2 separate regions of the Mus musculus genome follow, and region 1 is linked to region 2. The links are chromatin contacts, called in public promoter capture Hi-C maps. All regions are on one chromosome and are shown on one strand. Each heading gives the region's core, a stretch centred on a gene start, on an enhancer-like site or on the middle of the called end of the contact. The rest is flanking DNA. Distances are from core to core; before and after follow the strand shown. Region 1 holds the start of Trpm4 (transient receptor potential cation channel, subfamily M, member 4). Region 2 holds the start of Med25 (mediator complex subunit 25).

Region 1 (4,766 bases), core at 1,830-4,329, 440 kb before region 2:
CAAACTCAGTAGAAATGTCCTCATCATCACCCCTGGAGGCTCTGTGGTGGTGATGGCCTGGGACTTCATTCATGTGTTCTTCTAGAGAGTCCTCCTCCCTGTCAGCATTGTGGCCTTGGGGACGGTGGCTTGCAACATGGTGGCTGTACTTGACTGCTACCTCTTCTTCACTCTCACGTCCAAGATCATGGTGAGCATGTCTAGGAGACTGGTGCCAGTGTTCAGTGGATACAGCCTCATCTTCCTCTTCCTCATTTTGGTGGCTTTGGCGGCCATGGCTGGGGACATGATGGTAGTCTTCTTCTGAGTCATCCTCATCATCTTTGTGCTCATGGTCTCTGTGTCTGTGGGCTTGATGCACATGCTCAGTAGAGTCATCATCTCCATCATCATCATCATCATCTTCTTCTTCTTCATAGCCTTGGCGTCCATGCCTGGAGACATGATGATCATCTTCATCTGACTCATCCTCATCTTCTTCCTTCCTGTGGCCTTGGGTCTGGTGCCGGTGCTCAGTGGAGTCTTCTTTATCTTCATCATCATCATCATCATCATCATCGTCATCTTGCTCTTCGTTGTGGCCTTGGTGGTCCTGGGTATGGTGTCTGTATTCACCAGAGTCACCGTCTTCATCATCATTTTCATCTTCTCGGCCTTGAACTCTGTGGGTGTGACTGTCTTCATCTGAGTCCCCATCGTCTTCCTCCTCATGATCCTGATATCTGTGAGCTTGGTGTCCATGCTCAGTAGAGACACCATCGTCATCGTCATCATCACTGTGGCCTTGGTGCCTGTGGCTGTGGGCATGATGGAGTTCATCTCTCTCCTTTGAGTGGCTCTGGTGACCATGGACCTGGTGTTCATTATCATCAGAGTCCTCCATCACATCCACCCTCTCCTCCTCCTCTCCTCCATCATCGTCATCATCTTCCTCTCCGTGGCCATGGTGGGCATGCCTGGGGACGTGACGGTGATACTCACTGGAGACAATGCCATCCTCATCTTCGTGGCTGTGGCTCCTCTGTCTGGGGAGGTGGTTCTCTGCCGAGTCTCCTAAATCTTCATTGTCATGTTCCCGGTGCCCGTGGAGCTGTCTAACATGCCCTCTGAAGACCTCTTCAGAGACATTCTCCTCTCCAACCTCGCGGCCAGGGTACCTGTGGTCTTGGACCCTGTGGCCATATTCCCTGGAGAAGTCTTCACCCTCTTCTCTGTGGCCTCTGTCCTTCTCACCTTGATATCCCCGGTGGATGTGGTGACCAAACTCAGTTGATAGGTCCTCTGAGGACCCAGGGATGCCTGCATTGTTGTTCCAGTTGCCCAGGCCCAGACCGGCCCCTCTCAACTCCTGGGTCACCACTGGAGGGACCAGCAGGATGGCCACTGTGGCCCAAAGGAGACAAGTGTGCAACCATGGCCCCTGGAAGCCCATGGGGACGTTTAGCAGCTGAGCGTCTGACCAGGCTGGCTTCAGCTGCCTCTGATGGGTCCTTGTGCCTTTTTGGCTTTGACTTTCAGATTGTCCCTTTTGTCGTGGTATAGCTCCCACTCTCTGCCTCTCTATCTTCCTCAGGTCTTGGATGACCCTCTGAGGATGTCCCCTTTGCAGCTGTGACCCTGGTTCCAGGACCTCCCTTCCCACTGCTGGACCAATGGGGTCTGTCCCCTCCCCTTCTTGCTGCTAAATTTATCCAGAGCCTAAGTTATTCTGGTCACTCCCTGCCTGCCCCTCCCCTCCTGTTCCTCTGGCTCAGGACTGGGTGGTGGAGGGGTCTTCATGGCGGGGGCGGGGGGGGGGAGGCAGGGACGTGACAAGCTCAAGTTTGGCATTTTTAGCACAAAGGCTGAACGTTTAGAGTGTCTTGCTGGGAAAGCCTGGGGCTCTGGGAGAGGAGGATGCAGGAGCAGAGGGCCCCCTGCAAGGTAAACACTGGGAAGCGTGCAGGCAGAATGGGACATTCGGTGTGACAGTGGTGTCCTGCAGAAGCTGTGGAAGACAGTGAAGGAATACTGTGCCCAACACCCCATGACCTCCTCTCACTGGAACTCAGATCTGGGGACAGGGGACCAGACCAGTGCTATAAATACAACAGGGGGGAGGTGCTGGGGGCTCAGGTTACTAGGCCTCAGCTGTCCCCACCAAAGGGACTTGGCTGCAAACAGGTGTCACTGCCTTCTCTGCTGGTCAGTGTCACCCACCCCACACTTGTCAGTATATCCACCGTCTTTGAGTTTTTGTCCTTTATGAGTCAACCCCCCCCCCCCCATTATAGTCACTGTTCTGAGCTTCCGTGTTTCTTCTCAGGATTCTAACCTCTCCTCTCCTACTGTGTCTTCCCTGATCCTTCTCTTTGATTCTTCTCTCTCTCTCTTTCTGTGTGTGTGTGTCTGTCTGTCTGTTTCTCTGTGTGTGTCTGTCTGTCTCTGTGTGTGTGTGCCTGTCTCTCTGTGTGTCTGTCTGTCTCTGTGTGTGTGTCTGTGTTTGTCTCTGTCTCTCCTCTGTGTGTGTGTGTTTTCTCTCTCTCTGTCTCTCTCTTTCTCCCTGTATCTCTGTCTCTGTGTGTGTGTCTCTCTCTCTAGTTCTCTCTGTGTCTCTGTTCTCTCTGTCTCTCCTCTCTGAATCTGGGACTCTGTTGCTCTATCACTTTGTATTTCTATCTGTCTCTAACTATCTCTGGATATCTCATTCTTTTTCTGTATTGCTGTCTTCATATTCTCTCTCTCTCTCTCTCTCTCTCTCTCTCTCTCTCTCTCTCTCTCTCTCTCTCTGGGTCTCTGCCCCCTTTTCTTTCTCTGGGTCCCTCTCTTAGTTTCTGTCTCTCTCTCTCTGGGTCTTTCTCTCAGTCTCTGTCTCTCCGAATCTATGTTTGTCCCATGGCTGACATCTATCGTGTGCCCCACTCTGCTTCCTTCGTTCCTCCGCTTGCTCTGCCTTCCAACTCTCGGTCTTTCTTGTCCCCCAAACCGACCCCATCACTGGTTTGGCAGCAGAGTTTGTCCCTCCTCCGCAGCCGCCCTCTCCCCGCCTCCCGTGACGTGTCCCGGGACTCCCCGCCCCGGGCTGGGCTGCGAAGTTGCGGATCCGGTTTGGTCGGGCGGGTCGGCGGCTGGAGGAAATACACGGAGCCTCAGGGGCTGCGGCAGCAGCATGGTGGGGCCGGAGAAGGAGCAGGTATCGCACAGCGTGGGGCTGGGAGTGAGTGGGGTCCAGAGGCGGAGCCAGCTCCGGGGATCCGGGTCAGATGCTGCAGTGGCTGGACCAGGAGTTCCCAGACCGAGCTGCGTGGGTTCCTGGCTGAGCCCGAGGGAGGAGTTCCCAGTGTGTCCCGTGGGCGCGCGGGGTTGTCTTCGAATCCTGTGGGTCTGACTCGACTCCCTGCCCTGCCCTTCTTGTTCCGGTTCTCAGAGCTGGATCCCTAAGATCTTCAGGAAGAAGGTGTGCACGACGTTCATAGTGGACCTCTCCGATGATGCGGGGTGAGCAGTTCGGGGCTGCTGACCTGGCAGCGTAGGTTCGCGGGCCCTGCCCCACTGCAGACAGGCTCCGCCCCCATAGACTGGACTCGCCCCACTCAACGCAGACAAGGGTGCCCACCACAGACTGACCTTCACTGCCTACCGCAGGAGGTCTTGGTGCACAGACACACCCCACCCACCACAGAAGTCTCAGCTCAACACACTCAGACCCCGCCCACTAAGGACCTTCCCGCCTTCACTTGAGACAGACCCCTCCCCCTGCCCTTGTTTTGGGCCACCCTGCTTAGGGCACGCCCCGAATTCTTCATTCCCCTCTAGGTGGGGATCCATTCTGTGTCTTTGTGTCTCTGTCTCTTTGTGTCATTTGTCTCTGCTTCGGCTTTCTGTGTCATCCCGGCTCAGCGAGCATAGCCACACAGCCCTGCCAGCCTTACATAGCTCTGCAGCTTTGGGATAGTAATTCCCTTCTAGGGCTGCGCTTGTCACCTGGGCACAGAACAGCTCCTCCCTTCTGGGGCCGCTGTGCAAACTAAACAAGGTCACTCTGGGACATTTCTGGAACTCTGCCCATCACCTAATAACATCTAATAAACATCCGGGAATATCTGCAACTCCCATGAGAAGAAGAGGGCAATTGCCACTGCAAGCTGTGCTGTGCTGTAGGTGGCAGGGGACAGGAGCAAGCCCTATAGGCTTCTTGGCTGCATGCTTAGTCTCCCTAGCGGGGTCCAGCTTTAACTCAGTTCTCAGGGTAGACTTTTGGCCTTGGGGCAGTGACACCTGATTTCCTTAGTGTGACTTTATCAGGAGCCTGTTGTCCCACCAGTGTGGGACAGGAAAATGTTGTATAAATAAACAGAGATACTGGTTTACTGGTGGGTCTGGCAGAGGGTCACAGACAGCGTGACTAAAGTCAGTGGGACAAGATGGGAGCTGGTGGGCTACAGGTGTCATTGGAAAGATGGTGCAGTGTGGTGCTTTGAAGGTGGCTCTGGGCCTTGGAAGTGCTCGGTCGAAGTCCTCCCTAAGGACAGCCCAGCGTGGCTTGAAAGTAGAGCAGAGTTCAGGCTGTCAAGAGTGTTGTGAGTGGGAAGGTTGGTGGTAGACCTCATGGGCTCTCAGAGGCCATCCCGAGTGTGGTTTCCTGGGGCTGCGTGAGGGCGGGTAGGAATTCAGAAAGGTGAGAAGAGATTGGGACCATCACCAAGATGATGAGCCCAGGAGAAGAAGCAGGTTTGGAAGGGGATGCTGAGTGCCGGTCCTTCTGTGTACATGATGGGCCTTGGAGA
Region 2 (4,842 bases), core at 470-2,969:
ATCTCTCTAGATCCTATGAAACAATATTTTAAAGTAACTTTTTTGGATGTTGTTTTTATTCTGGATTTTATTTCCTGTAGTTCCTACAGAATAATTAACAAATGTACTCTGTATATGGAAAAAACAGATTCGTAGAATAATTTTAAAATGTGTGCATGGTTGCACAGTCCCTTAAGGCCAGCCTGGCCTACTCTGATATCTCCTGCCAAATCCACAAATAAACAGATAGATAGACAGATAAATGAAACCTTAAAAATTCTATGCATGCTTTTAGTTCCAGCACTTGGCCGACAGAGACAAGAACATTTTTTGAGTTCACAGCCAACCTGTTTTACAGTGAGCTTCAGGACAGCTAGGGTTACACAGAAAAACTTTGTCTGAAAACAAAACAAAACAAAATTCAACGTGGAAAATTGTAGTTTTGGGGTTAGCATTGGGGTTAAAAAAGCTTGTTCACGCCAATGGTTGGGTGGCGTGTGCCATTAATCCCAGCACTCCAGAGGTAGGGGCAGGCAGATCTCTGAGTTCTGGGAGGCTCCACAAATTTACAGAGCAAGTTCCAGGACAGCCAAGGCTAACACAGAGAAAGCCTGCCTTGGGAGTGGAGGGTGGGGAAGAGATACCAAAAACCAAGGTCTGGGGCAATGTCTCAGTTGCTAACCTGCTTGCAAATGCAAGCAAGTGAGCCAAGTTTGGATGCCTGCCACCTACGTTTTGAAAAATCGCTTGTCTTTTTTTCTTTCTTTTTCTTTTTTTCTTATTTTGTTTTTCGAGACAGGGTTTCTCTGTGCAGCCCTGTCTGTCCTGGAACTCACTCTGTAGACTGATACTGCAACTCAGTCCCACTTGCATCTGCTCTGCACTGGAATTTAAGGCGTGCGCCATCGCGGCTTTGTATCTTTCTACATTAGTACGCTTTATTTAGTAAATTTCTGTCCACACATAAGTTTCCAGGTCATTTTATATTCACTTCGGCTTATGCTGTTAGCTACAATGCTGAGACTCAGTTTTCTCGACTATACCAGACATTACTATTGCACTGTTTATATATATATAGTATTATTATTTTCTTCTTTCTTTTTTTTCTTTTCTTTTTTTCTTTTCTTTCTTTCTCTTTTCTTTTTTTCTTTTTTAATAAGGAATGTATTTTCTTTGATTCTGTTTCTGGCTTCTTTCCCAGAAAACAGAGATTAGGTGTTGCCTAGCAACCTCCACTTAAATTGGAATTCCCTTCTTTCCCAGCAAAAACAACTGCTTCGCTTCCAAGTCCCGGGCAACTTTACAGTGTTGCCTAGCAACGTCGTTTCCAATGATGTGATTGGACCGCTCTCTTTCATCGGTTCCCGGTCAGAAAGAACAGAATTTATTAACTTAATCTCTGTGTGAGACCACAACGGATGGGTACGCGTTGCCTAGCAACCGGATTCCCGACCCTCCCTTTAGCCCGGAGTCGGAAACTAGATTTCGACTCCAAGATGGTGACCGGATGTGCCGTTTTTCGATTTATTTCGTGCTTGATGTTGTGCGCAAAAGTTTGCTCGATTTCAAGAGGCCCTTAAAGGGGCTCGTTGTGCCCATTCTGAGAGTTTCGTGTTGTTGGTATGCCCCAGGGTAGAGATAAAACCACGGCTCGCAAAATGCCCCGCACAAACATGGCCGTATCAGCATCAGCAGAAGCTGCCAGACGTCCGGCGGGGCTGCGCACACCGCGCAAGCGCACTTCTGTTCGTCCCGGGACGGCGACGGCGTCAGCGGCGCTGGCGTCGGCGGCGCGGGGCATGGTCCCCGGATCCGAAGGCCCGGCGCGGGCCGGGGGCCTGGTCGCCGATGTGGTGTTTGTGATCGAGGGGACAGCAAACCTGGGGCCGTACTTCGAGGAGCTCCGCAAGCACTACCTGCTGCCTGCCATAGAGTGAGTGAGCGAGACCTCTCGTCGCCTCCCGCCGCCCTAGCTAACCTAAAGCTCGTGCCGACCCCGCCTTTCCTCCGTCTTTGCAGGTACTTCAACGGGGGACCCCCTGCAGAGACGGACTTTGGGGGAGACGTGAGTGCGCGGCCGAGTCACGGGATGGAAGCCGGTAGACCCCTGTGTCTGAGGGAGGAAAGATGGGGTCCTTAGTCTTGGGTTTGAGAGAAGAAGGGCTCACAGCTTATTTCTAAAATGATCTGAAGTTGGGATGGCCTGTTCCTTGCCAAAGATCTCAGTTGTAAAGTTGTTCTGTCCTTTCTTCCCAGTATGGTGGAACCCAGTACAGCCTTGTGGTGTTCAACACCGTGGACTGCGCTCCAGAGTCCTATGTACAATGTCACGCACCTACCAGCAGTGCCTATGAGTTTGTCACCTGGCTCGATGGCATCAAGTGAGCTTTGCCTCCATTTGGGGCAGGATGGGTACCCCCAAGAAAGACTGTGGGCAGGGTGGCCTGTGATTGAATAGTGCCCCGCACTCAGCAGAACTCAGTGTGGGTCACCACAGTCCCTGTCTGAGTGTCCAGTTACCGTCAGCTTCTTCTTTCTTCCTCTTGTCTGTCTACTCCAGAGGAGTCTGCAGGATGGGTCTGGGCCCTGAGAGCTCCTTACGTGGTTGGGTCACAGTTTACAGTGTAGCCTTTTTTGTTTTTTTTTGTTTTTTTTCGAGACAGGGTTTCTCTGTGTAGCCCTGGCTGTCCTGGAACTCACTCTGTAGACCAGGCTGGCCTCGAACTCAGAAATCCACCTGCCTCTGCCTCCCAAGTGCTGGGATCAGAGGCATGGGCCACCACACCTGGCACAGTGTAGCCTTGAATTGCTGATCTGACTGCTTCTACTTTCTGGTTGCTGGGATTACAGACACCTGCCACCATGACCAGCTTGTAGAGCCAGGCAGCCTAGAGTCATGGCTTCTTCCCAGATAACTCTTTGACTGTCGGGTCCCAGGGTCCTTTGTGCTGCTCGTTTCGTATTTGTTCTCAGTGCTCTTGACTGTCTGTTGCTGTATAACGTTTCCCCACTCCCACCCCACTTTTAAGGATTTCAGAATGCACAGTTGCTCCTCATGAAGCCATCTGTATGTCAGGAACTCAGGAGGATAAGCCAGGCCGTGTGTGTTTGGTCAGGTCTCACAGGGCTGTGTTCATCCACTCTCTGGCATGCCTGAAAGAGCCACGGCCATGAGGCCGTGATGGCTATGATGGCTGTTCTGCGGCTGTGGACAGAGCCTTAGTTCCTTGCTGGCTCTTTGCCATCATGCCCTGGCATATAGCAGAGTGATGCCCAGATTGGCAGCTGGCTCTGCTCAGAGTGAATGAGTGAATCCAGGGGGCAAAGAGGAAGCCACCAGGCTTTTTTGATGACCAAGTGACAGTCCATCACTTTTGTCACCACTTGTTTGGTAGGTGAGTCTATCCTGGTCCAGATAAGAATGGGTGACCAGTGGGATCCCTGGGGACAGACCACCAGAGCCATGTAGGGTGCTGCCGCCCAGCACACAGTAAGCAGTGCGTGAGTGCCCAAAGTTACTGCTTGCCCTGTTCCTGGTCTTGGTTTGCAAATGAATAACAGTGTAGACTGGTGGGCATTGGAAGGGTTGAAGGGGCGCTGGGGCTAACCTCGCCATGTGGATTCCACAGGTGTGTTGTGGTCAAGGTTCATATAGCGGTGCTGATCTAGATCCTGTTTTGATGAAGCAGGTGTGTGTTGAATGTCTGCTTGTCTGCTGTGTTCCAGGTGTGTGTGTGTGTGTGTGTGTGTGTGTGTGTGACATGGTAGGTGGCATGGAAAGCTGACCTGTGCACTGCCCCACCCCCTCCCGGAAGTTGTTAGGATTAGAGTTAATGTAAAGCCAGCCTTCCCATCCTTGACATTGTTGACACTTTGCACTCACGGTTTTTTTTTTTTTTTTTTTTTTGGTTTTTCGAGACAGGGTTTCTCTGTATAGCCCTGGTTGTCCTGGAACTCACTTTGTAGACCAGGCTGGCCTCGAACTCAGAGATCCACCTGCCTCTGCCTCCTGAGTGCTGGGATTAAAGGCGTGCGCTACCACGCCCGGCTTGCACTCACGTTTTTAAAACAGATTTTTTTTTTTTTTAATTTAATGTGTACGAGGTTCTGTATATGCAACACTTGTGCCTGGTGCTCTTTGAGACCAAAAGAGGCCATCAGATCCTCTGGAATTGGAGTTACACAGTGCCATGGAGGTGTTGGGACTGCAGCCTGGATCCCCTGGAAGAGCAGCCAGTGCTCTGAACACTGATTCATTTCTAGGCCCTTAGTCTGGTTTAAACACCACACAGTCCTTTCCATCCTCCTGCCTCAGCCTCACCCATGTTAGGTTTGCTTGTTTGAGCTGCTATACCTAGCTTGGATTATATAAATCTTTTATTTTATTTTTTTAACCCACTCATCTCTCTGTCCCCTCATATCCACCCACAACACTTGCAACCTCCCTTCCAAAATAAAAAAACAAAACAAAACAAAACAGTGTTGATGATTTGTCTGCATGTATGTCTGTGTGAGGGTGCCGGACACTGTAACTGTCCGTAACGGACAGTTCTGAGCTGCCAGCTGCTCTGGAATCCGAGCAGCCAGTGCTCCTAACCAGGCAGCCATCTCTCCAGATCCCGAACTAGATAATTGTTTGTTGGGAGGCCTGTCCTAGGTGCTGAGCCATATCCTGACCCTGCGAGAATGTCCAACAGCCTTTCCCTGCTGCCTGCCAATGGCATCCCTAGAAAGTTATCTTCAGGCATTGTCAAGTGTCGATGTCTTCTAAGAACGTCTGGGAGGAACCCCCATCTGGAGTTCTGGGAAGCCCCAAGGCCCTCATTGCTGCACATCAGGGATGGTGCATATGAGGATTCCACC

What was found. Capture Hi-C pulls out chosen DNA fragments and counts their contacts.
Region 1: a contact with region 2 is called in a promoter capture Hi-C map of pancreatic islet. The contact joins the promoter of Trpm4 here to the promoter of Med25 in region 2. A contact is called at or near these places in 2 of 39 promoter capture datasets (hippocampal neurons and liver), 2 of 115 datasets of contacts at active chromatin or transcription factors (pancreatic cancer cells and regulatory T cell precursor) and 1 of 9 other capture datasets (pancreatic islet).

What each region holds. Positions count from the first base shown.
Region 1 is chr7:45,332,093-45,336,858 of GRCm38.p6, reverse strand. It overlaps Trpm4 (transient receptor potential cation channel, subfamily M, member 4), which reads left to right and starts at 3,079. Exons shown (of 25, transcript NM_175130.4): 1 at 3,079-3,172; 2 at 3,407-3,477. The coding sequence starts at 3,149. It overlaps Hrc (histidine rich calcium binding protein), which reads right to left and starts at 1,590. Exons shown (of 6, transcript NM_010473.2): 1 at 1-1,590. The coding sequence starts at 1,432.
Region 2 is chr7:44,889,301-44,894,142 of GRCm38.p6, reverse strand. It overlaps Med25 (mediator complex subunit 25), which reads left to right and starts at 1,719. Exons shown (of 18, transcript NM_001331207.1): 1 at 1,719-1,912; 2 at 1,999-2,044; 3 at 2,236-2,360. The coding sequence starts at 1,779.